2 separate regions of the Triticum aestivum genome follow, and region 1 is linked to region 2. The links are chromatin contacts, called in public Hi-C maps. All regions are on one chromosome and are shown on one strand. Each heading gives the region's core, a stretch centred on a gene start, on an enhancer-like site or on the middle of the called end of the contact. The rest is flanking DNA. Distances are from core to core; before and after follow the strand shown. Region 1 holds the start of LOC543247 (fimbrin-4). Region 2 has its middle 14 kb from the start of LOC123128206.

Region 1 (4,786 bases), core at 844-3,343, 480 kb before region 2:
TTTGAGCAAAGATGTACACTGGGAGCTGAAACAAAGGTAAAACACTTCTACTTACCTTACTGTCATCAAACAATTCCACAAGCTGGGGTGTCTTCTTAAGATTAAGATCAGCCAAAAGTTGAATCTGATAATAAGTGAAGCAACTCTTTAGGTGATGAAGGAGGAGTTCAACCATAGTGTGTCCATTGAATTGCATAAAAAATGTGAATCTCATTTCAGTACTTACCTTTATGATTTGAGATATTAATCCAAGAACTAAATGAGGCTGCCAAAGAAAACAATAGAAATATGTGTAAGTCACCACTTGATTTTTTTAAGGGAATTTATAGAACTGAATATGGAATTGGGAGCATTTTCCCATTAGGGTAAGGTGGCTAAAAACACCTAACACATGAAAATCAACAAAGAAATATGAGATGTACTACCTACTAGTAAGTGATTAAAGTGAAAAAGAACAAAGGACAGGCAGCAGTTAATAATGATAACAGTATTTACACCTAAATTTACCAACAAATTCATCAAAGAAAAACTATATATCGCTATACAGGACATGAAAGAATTAAAGGGAGACAAATGATTTATCTCATTGCAAAAGAAGAAGGATAATTTAGAGCGCGGCAACATTTTCATATCAGTGACATTGCATCATGAGCTACAAGAAAGGATAACAAGTAGGGAACACAAGGCATACCCTTCCTTCCACTAAATCCTGGGTGCCAATGTTAACAACAGTACATCCAATGGCCTTTGCAGAGTTGAGGCACAGTGTGTGGTTTTCATTCCTCTCCCATGGGTTAAGAACTCTTTTCTTATTTATTGCTCTCTCATCAATGGTCCCAGGTACAGCTACATTGATCAACTTACTGACAAAAGATCCAGCAAGGAATTAACATCAGCTACAACTAGCAGACAGTTTCTGTTGAAAGAGTAAATTGGCATGCGCCATGTAGCTAGCTAGAAAGCCTTCTCACCAGAGCAGGACGCCATCCCTAATAAGATCGAATAGCTGGTTGCCGGATGGGTCGATTGGCAAGTACTTCTTCAAGAATGGATCTTCACCAAGGTAAGTGTTAATATGTGCCACATAAGAAGACTTCTCCGCCTGGTTGAGATTGTGCAGCAGCGTAGTGATGGTGGATTTGAGGAACGACGACGAATTCTTGCGGCCGCCAGCCCCGCCACCGCCGCTGACAGCGGCGCTTCCTTCCTTGGCGCTCACCCTTGCTTGCAGATTCAGGTACTCCTGCAAAAGCACCACACCAGATTCCCCATCCGAACCGAATCAGTAAGACAATGATAACACACTCTTCCCCTCCACAGTAATACTAGTAATACTACTAGTCAGGAACTCAGAGGATCGCCAAGATGTACCCGGAGGAAGGACTCGAACTCAATCTCCTGGTCGCTGTCGGGGTACGACTCCGACAAGAAGGCGGCGATCTCCTCCTCGGGGACCACTTCGTGAAGTCCCCTCAGCTTCTTCATCAACCCCGGGAGGTTCTTGGTGGTGACATGGCCGGAGTCCCTCTTCAGAGACACGAACTGCAAACCACAACGAAACAGAAACCTCGAGTTGGAGCAGAGGCGACAGAGGGAACTATAGTAATAATTCTGGTTTTTGGAGCAGAGGAGAGAAGACGAAGCCGTGGATTCGGGGTGTCACCTTGGCCTTGAGCGATCGGAGCTCGACCTGCGTGAACTGGCCCTGCAGGGAGGGGTCGGAGACGACGACCCCGACGAAGCCGGACATTTCCCCTCGCCACGGCCCGATTCGACCCGGCTCCGGCGCGGCTGCGGGGAGATTTCAGATCAGGGAGGAAAGAACCCCGGGAAAAGAAGGAACAGATCGTCCGCGCGCGGGCGGGGAGGGGCGGCGGGGACGAAGATCGAGATACCTTCCGAGTTGCTCACGGTAATTCCGCCGTGCAGCCTCTGCTGCTCCTTCTCTCGCTGGCGTGCTTTCCTTGTGCTGGGGGGAAAGGTGGGCAATGGCGTCCGGGAACTCCCAGATTTGGTGGGGGCGGGAGGGGGGAAGTGGCGGAGACGAGGAGAGGAGGTAAGGGTGGGGTCTGCTCGTTTCGTTAGTTTATTGTGTGTCTTCGCTTTAGGTTTTCCTCGGGGTTAAGGCACTGGATGGAAAGGGTAAAAGCAAGCAAGCAAAATGGAGATCAATAAACAATAAAGCAAAATTTTGACAAAAAAAAGATGGATTTTTTTATTTTATTTTTTCTTGATGGGGAGAGATTGGTGATGTGCTTGGTTGCCGCATGCTCAGAGCTGGAAATAGTCTTCGGAGACATGTTTATCTAACACGTGTGACGGCCAAATCCTTGCATTAAGGCGGCTTAAGATTTGCATGTATATGGTTGTAATTTTTGTTACAGTTGTCGCTCTTTATACTGCCATGATTGATTATGGATAGAACAAAAGTTTTTCTTAAAAAAATTGTCACAAGGGGTTGTGTGGTTTTCATTGTTGTTTTTAGCGGATTAGTATTATTACCAGAAAAAAAAAGTTTACTGCTTTGTGTTTATATGCTGATACAAAATTATAAAAGAAAAGAAAAATCATAAAAATATCATTCATTGCGGGTTTACTACCTCCGTCCGGGTTTATTAGGCCCTCTTATATTTTGGGTTTTCCTCGGGGTTAAGGCACTGGATGGAAAGGGTAAAAGCAAGCAAGCAAAATGGAGATCAATAAACAATAAAGCAAAATTTTGACAAAAAAAAGATGGATTTTTTTATTTTTTTTTTTCTTGATGGGGAGAGATTGGTGATGTGCTTGGTTGCCGCATGCTCAGAGCTGGAAATAGTCTTCGGAGACATGTTTATCTAACACGTGTGACGGCCAAATCCTTGCATTAAGGCGGCTTAAGATTTGCATGTATATGGTTGTAATTTTTGTTACAGTTGTCGCTCTTTATACTGCCATGATTGATTATGGATAGAACAAAAGTTTTTCTTAAAAAAATTGTCACAAGGGGTTGTGTGGTTTTCATTGTTGTTTTTAGCGGATTAGTATTATTACCAGAAAAAAAAAGTTTACTGCTTTGTGTTTATATGCTGATACAAAATTATAAAAGAAAAGAAAAATCATAAAAATATCATTCATTGCGGGTTTACTACCTCCGTCCGGGTTTATTAGGCCCTCTTATATTTTGGGTTAAACTTTGACCGTAGAATTGATTTGCAAAATATAAGAGACGTGTCATAAAACTTATAAGGATTCGAAATGAAATTTCCAATTATATAATTTTTTGACATATATCTCATATTTTATATCACAGATGTATTGTCAAACTTTGACTCAAAATGTGAGAGGGCGTAATAAACTCGGGAAGAGAGAGTATAATGATGTTACAAATATTTTTCCATGTATCTACAATCAAAGTGAAAGAAGTTTAAGTAAAGATTCTATTTAGACATGTATTCATTTATTTGTCCACTTGCACATATTATGGTCAGTGTATTCTTGGGAGTGGCTCGCTTTCTTTTCCCTCACCCTTCCTCCTCTTGCGCCGCCTCCCTTTTTTGAACTCAGCCAGAGATTCCTGGCCTGATCAAACGCTGCGTCCAACACCGATGGCTGCTGAGAGGTGTGCATGTGTTCCTTGTTACATTAGGGTAGTGCTCATGGTGTTATGTCGTGGTTTGGTGACATGTCGTCGATGTGCTTTGCTCTGTTGCCAACGACGGCGTATGGAGCTCGCCTTCCTCCTCTGATCCACTTGCATGGTGGAGGACAACAAGAGGCTGTGGTTTTGGCATAAGCACTTTCAATAAGCTTGGGAGAGATTCGGGGTCATCCTTTCTTCTTCTTCTTCTTCTTCTTCTTCTTCTTCTTCGCCTGCGTGGTGCCGGGCGAACGGGAAGAGATGGATCCGACTATTGTCTTCGTTGAGCTGGAGTTCTCCGGGATTACAAGCTGCATTGTGGGCCCAACGTTTCCTTCATCTCGTTGCATCGACCTGGGCCACATAAGTTACAGATCATCAAGGTATTTGCTTCTGGTGTACCATCTTCAACCTCCACGTGAGGCCCAAGGCTTGTGTCGAAGACGGTGGCCATGAAGTCTCCGACGGGATTGCTACATGTGACTGGACTCATATGTGGTACTGTTGATGGTTTAGGGACCTATTTACGAAAGGAATGATCATCTTGCAAAAAAATTGTTTGTTTTTAGGTCCTCCATGCAGTGTTGTAGTAATTTTGATATGAAATGGCAACTTGGGCATCTGAGCCCCTACCCCTTGTTGTCTGTTGAAAAAAAATGTTAGTGTATTCTTTACAATCATTTTGAATGAACAATTGTTTTGCTGGATATTTGCAGCGTTACGGTGAGTAGCAGTGAGGGATAACTGTACTCTTATTAGTGGGTGGTTACGGTGATTCTATTTAGACATGTATGCATTTGTTTTGCTGGATATTTGGGTAAAATCAGGATAACTGTACTCTTATTAGTGGGTTGTTACGGTGAGTAGCAGTGTGCCAGTGTGCATGTTATCCCCGTGCAAGAGCAGCCGACAATCCAGTTCGGTCCACGACGCGTCCTCTCGCCATGTTGCTATCGGCGAGCCGAAAGCATCACCGCCGCTTCCAAAATAAGAGGAAGATACAAAACACGTCACCAGCCTTCGGCTTGGCGCGTTGCTACCTTGTGCCATTGCCGCCGGAACACACCAATAGCGCGTACCTGTACAGACACATGCCCCGCCCGCCCATCCTCCCACCGCCCACGCGCCCGTCACCGCGGACACGCGTGGCCCATCGGCCGGTGCGCACGC
Region 2 (5,450 bases), core at 2,501-5,000:
TTGAAAATGTTTTATTTCCTGAGATGTGTTTCGTATTCGGGAATATTTTTCAGATTTATGAAGAAGTTTCGATTCCTTGAACATTTTGTTGAATCCGGCGACATTATTTGATTTCATGGACATTTTTTCCAATTCATGGACATTTTTTGGATGTCGCAGAAAAGTTTAAAATTTATGAAAACTGATTCGAACCCATTTGTTTTTGAACATTACAACTCATTATAACATTCATGTTTTTTATTTTGTGACCCCCTTTTTCAAATTCATGAGCAATTTTTAAATTTACTGACAAATTTCTACTTTGTGAACATTTTTCAAACTGTGTGTAGTGAAAAAGAAAGGCGATAAAGAGCAGAAATCGTAGTAGGCTCATTGCGCGGTGTTTATTTCTCGCCTTTAGCGAGAGAAGTTGCTCCTCTCATGCTGAAGGTTCGCCTAACAACTAGACAGGCCCATTAGCATATGTAGTTAAAAGAAGAGAATAATTTTGACTTTACTTTTTTTATTCTGAAATCGCCTTCAGCAACTAGTACTCCTGTGAAATAATAGGCTAGATGCATTGACTTTCTATTCAAAATATATTCATTGATTCAATTAAAATAAATAAGATAAAACTCGCTATACCTGGCTCTGGATATTCATGCACTTATGCTCGTAGCCTATATTATATCCGCATCCATAACCGTTTTTCATCTATGTGTAGATAAAGCCACATACCCTACCATATTATATTACTTACACTAAAAAAGAGTAGACAATCTTATCGTTTTGCACATAAAGAGATAAAGAAGTCATTGCGATTGCCAGAAGTACTAAGCCTACTAAAGACATGAAAATAGAAGCTAAGTTTAAATCTGTCATGGAATAGGTGTCTCGATTGAAATTTACTATTTCTATCTAGTCAAAAAATATCTTAAGATTCTTATGATATAATTAAGTATATCTATTATAAGGAATAGAAAAAAGTCTATTTTACTACCCTGAAAAAAGTTGGTGGTTCACATAACCCCCTGATCTTTTTTCGGTTCCCTTACCTCCCTAAACAATCCCAAACCAGGCAAAAACCGTCCCTGGCTGGTTTTGCACATACCGGATGCTGACGTGGACACAGTCAAAGGCGGTATTTGGCCTGCGGGTGGGTCCCTCTCAGCTAGACACTCTCACTGACTGTTGGGCCTGGTCAAATATGACACATGGGTCCAACATCTCGGCTGCACGGAGATTAACAAGGGACTAATTTAGCCCTAATTGCATCATTAACAGAAGGGGGCCCACATGTCAATGTCTCAGACTAAACCTAGTGATGAAGGGGACCCACATGTCAATGTCTCGGATTAACAGAAGGGGACCTAAACTAATGATGCCACATTGGCGCGGTCCTGCTCCGAGGTCGCCGGCGTGGAGGGCTTCAGCGGCGACGCATCGGCGCGGTCGTGCTCAGGCGCAGCCGTGCGTAGAGGAGGCCGATGCAACGGTCAAGGCGGTTGCGGAGGTCATGGCCTCTCATTGACCAGAGGCGGTTGGTCAGGGGTGTGGATGCGGTAGCAAGGGCTGGCCATGGACGTGGAGCCGGCGGTGCTACAGCGATGCAGGCGGCGCGGGGAGGCGAGGGACGACCAGATCCGAGGGTGGCGCCCCCATCTGATCTGGTTCCGGCCGGATCCGGACTCCGGCGACGGTGTGAAGATGGTACGGCGACGAGCTTGTGGCGGCGGAGTGACCTGTACCTGAGAGAGAGATACGAGGGAAGAGAGAGGGAGAGGAAAGAGAAGGGAGGAAGGAGAAGCGGGGCGCTCGGGGTGGCGCCTTGGAACTCCGGTAGTCACCGGCGTCGGTCGGAGGCAGGGCAGGGTTCGAGTGCGAGGGGGCGATGCTCGGTGAGGTAGGCGACGACAAAACGTGGTCCACCTAACGGAGGCCCACCCACAGGTCAAAACCACCATTTGACTGTTGCCACGTCAGCGCCAAGATGAGTCAAAACCATCCAGGGATTGATTTTGCCCGGTATAGGATTGTTTAGGAGGTGAAAGGAACAGAAATAAAGATCAGGGGGTTATGTGAACCACCAACTTTTTTCAGGGTAGTAAAATGAACTATTTTCTAAGGAATATTGACTATTGTATTTTTAGTTTGAAAAATATTTTGTAAATAAATGAAAGGATAATAAGAAAATTCCAAAAAAGAAGCAAAAAGGGAGTTTCGAGGATTTGAACCCTATTCTCCTGGCAGGTAGCCAATGTAGGAAGATATTGAGGTACAATTAGCTTTCTGTTAAAACAGAAGGCGTGACCTTTTTTAGGGCGACGATACGGTTTTCCACCGTTTTTCTGTTTTCATCACGGGTTTTTTTTTGGTTTTTGTTTTTCTTTTTTGACATGGCTTTCCTCGTTTTTTGGTTTGCTTTTCTTTTTTCTTCTTCATTTTTGTTTGGTTCTCTTTTTCCTTCTCCATTATTTTGGGGTTTTTTTGTCTCTATTTCTTTGTTTTTTCTTATGTTTGTTTTCGTTTTCCCTCTACTTTTTTGTATATGTCCAAAACATTTTCTAATAAGTGATAAACATTCTGTGTATACACGTTCAACACTGTCCGAACACTTATTCAATATTTTTTCAAAATTCATGTTCAAAAAAATCAAATACTTGTCCAACATTTTTCAAATACTTGTTCAATATTTTTCAAATACATGTTCAGTATTTTTCAAATAATGGTACAACATTTTAAATACTTATTCAACATTTTCAAATATTTGTTCACAATTTTTCATATACTCTCTCAAAATTGTTTAATAATTATTCAATATTTTTCAAATATTTGTTTAACATTTTTAATACTTATTCAAGATTTTTCAAATACTATTTCAACATTTTTTAATACTTATTGAACACTTTTCATATAATTGTTCAACATTTTCAAATACTGGCTCAAAATTATTTAATAATTATTCAATATTTTTCAAATACTTGTTTAACATTTTTAGTACGTATTCAACATTTTTAAATAATGTTTCAACATTATCAATAGTCAACATTTTCAAATACTTGTTCATCATTTTTCATGTACTCGTTGAAAATTATTTAATAATTATTCAACATTTTCAAAATCTTTTTTAAGATTTCTAATATTTATTCAACATTTTTTAAATATTTTTTATGTGTTTTTAAAGTGCAGTTTTGTACATATATATTTAAAGTATTTTAATGTATAAACAAAATACAAAATAAAACAAAAACAGAAACAGAAATTGTAAAAACACAGAAAAACAGGCTTCAGCCTCACTTGCGCGTGGGTATATTGCTCGCCCCCTTAAGCGAGTCACGAGTTACACTCGCTGTAGGCGGGGAATAGGGGTGCTCGCCTCATGGAGCTATCGATCCAGAGATTCAGCTGGAGGCGAAGGACGTGCTTTAGCAAAACAGTCCAATGTGCGCCAGTGTGATCGCTATAACCAAGAGCACCATTACAGAGCTGGCACGTTTAGTAGCCGGGCCGGGCCGGCCCACGTGTGCCACTCCTCGGCCTAGGCACGGTCTGGTTATTAAACAGGCCGACCCGTGGCACGTTTAGCACACTAGGCCACATATGTTTCAGCCTATTGGACTGTATTTTAAGCTTATTGTGCTGTAATTTAGGTCATATTATGTATATGTAAATTTCTGAAAAAAATAAAAATACTAAACGGGCCATGCCGTGCCGGCCCGCGTGTCAGGCCCAGTCTCTAGGCCCAGGCATGACCCAAGTTGTGCTGCGTGCCAGGCACGACGAGCAGGCCGTGCCGGCGTGATCGTGCGCTGGCCTGATTGGCCCGGCCCGTTTGGCCAGCTATAGACCATTATACTAGCCGAGCAGAGGAGGGAGAGGTGCCAAAACGAACATGCCACAAAGTTCGTCCGATTTCCCACACCGGGAATCGCATGGCGAGGGCGAGCACCTCCACGCCGATCTCGAGTTTCCTGTGGTAGTGGCCGATGGAAGTAGTAACAAGGAACAGCCGGGCACCCATTTTACCAAGTTGCGGAGAATCGTCGCGCTACAGCCACCCACAGGCGACGACCCGGGCATTGCCTCGTCGCTCTCGGCTTTCCGGCGGCCGGCCCGAAATCCCTTCCGTCAGGCACACAATCCGGCCGGTCTCCGGTGTGCGCTGCGCACCACCATGTCCATGTGGAAGTTAGGCAATCGGCAACTTACACATGACAAACAAAAGTCGCAGGTCAGAAGATGAATCCCAACCTTCAGAATGTGAGTGGCAGATATTCTTTCTTTCTTGAGCATTACACGAAGTGCGCGCAGCCGCGTTGCTCTGGTGCATTATACATGAACTCAACATGACAGTTCGTTCTTCAAAACAGACCCTGGCAAAGCTCAAACACACACGCGGACAGACGAATGGCCTCTACGACGTACAATCAACCGAACCAAATTTACACAGACGCACAGGAGACAATAGCCCTAAGGGCAACCACGAAAAAACAGGTAGTAGTAAAACGCAAACGAAACAAAGACCAGTCTGCTTCAACGGCAGCAGTAGTAACCAAGGCAGGCAGGCAGGCACGTCTCACTTGTACACGGCGGCGGACCGGACTGGACGAAGGCTCAGCTTGACGACGGCCACTCCCGGCGTATGTCGAAGGTGTAGTTGATCTGCAGGTAGCACTTCCGGTCGTCGTCCAGGAACTGCCAAAGATAGAGAGAAACGTCGAACCGTCAGACCTCTGAATCCTGCAGTGCATCTCTGAACAATTAAACTCGATCATCGTTTGATTACCGACCTTGGTCTTGGCAGAGTAGGATCCCCGGGCAAACATCCCGGACGGCGTGGTCTCCTCCGGCGTCACGTACGCGTACGGCTCCGGCTGCGGGCTGAACGTGCCCAGCATCTCCTTTGTGCTGTCAACTGCACCAGCAAAACCATCACGATTCGTTAACTGCAAGCAGAGAATTGGTGAATCGGTTTCATTCGTTTTTACTACTAGTACCTTTGATGCCGGTCTTCCAGACGGTGTTGGTGTAGCGGAGGCCGGAGACGATGTTGTTGCTGACGGAGAAGGTGAACTTGAGCTTGTACGGGGAGCCCTCCTTGAGGGTGAACCACACCCCCTTGCCGCTGGTGGGCTCCACCGGCAGCGGCAGGAAGATGTCCGGCCGCCCCGGGGACTGGATGGACAGGCTCATGATCTTCACGTCCGGCTCCAGCGTCTCTGCACCAGTCAATCAATCAATCACCGTGCATTCAAATCTCACATCGAAATCTCCCATCAAATAACGGATCGTTTTGAATTCTAAATTCTGATGTTAGAAATGCCTTCCTAAAAACATGAACAACGTGCTTAACGGTTTATGCTGTTATGTCAGACAAACAAGGCTGCCTCCCATCAATTATGCCCTGCAAAGACGTGTTGGGCATAATCGGACCAAAAGTCACAAAGACTTGGCTATCACCACGACAAATC

The links. Hi-C and Micro-C count contacts between places; a contact is called where the count stands out from the background.
Region 1: a Hi-C map of leaf shows a contact between it and region 2, with 4 times the contacts expected there. The contact joins the promoter of LOC543247 here to the enhancer-like site in region 2. A contact is called at or near these places in 4 of 5 Hi-C or Micro-C datasets (leaf and an unstated tissue) and 1 of 1 datasets of contacts at active chromatin or transcription factors (leaf).

The regions. Positions count from the first base shown.
Region 1 is chr6A:515,085,985-515,090,770 of IWGSC CS RefSeq v2.1, reverse strand. LOC543247 (fimbrin-4) reads right to left here and starts at 2,093. Exons shown (of 15, transcript XM_044548148.1): 1 at 1,896-2,093; 2 at 1,664-1,791; 3 at 1,372-1,542; 4 at 972-1,243; 5 at 692-863; 6 at 227-265; 7 at 56-124. The coding sequence starts at 1,750.
Region 2 is chr6A:514,611,846-514,617,295 of IWGSC CS RefSeq v2.1, reverse strand. It overlaps the pseudogene LOC123128207. Among protein-coding and RNA genes, the nearest start is that of LOC123128206, 14 kb to the right of the region's middle. Within about 2 kb of position 3,750, at least 4 of the 8 cell types and tissues checked have an H3K27ac peak or open chromatin away from gene starts, as enhancers often do.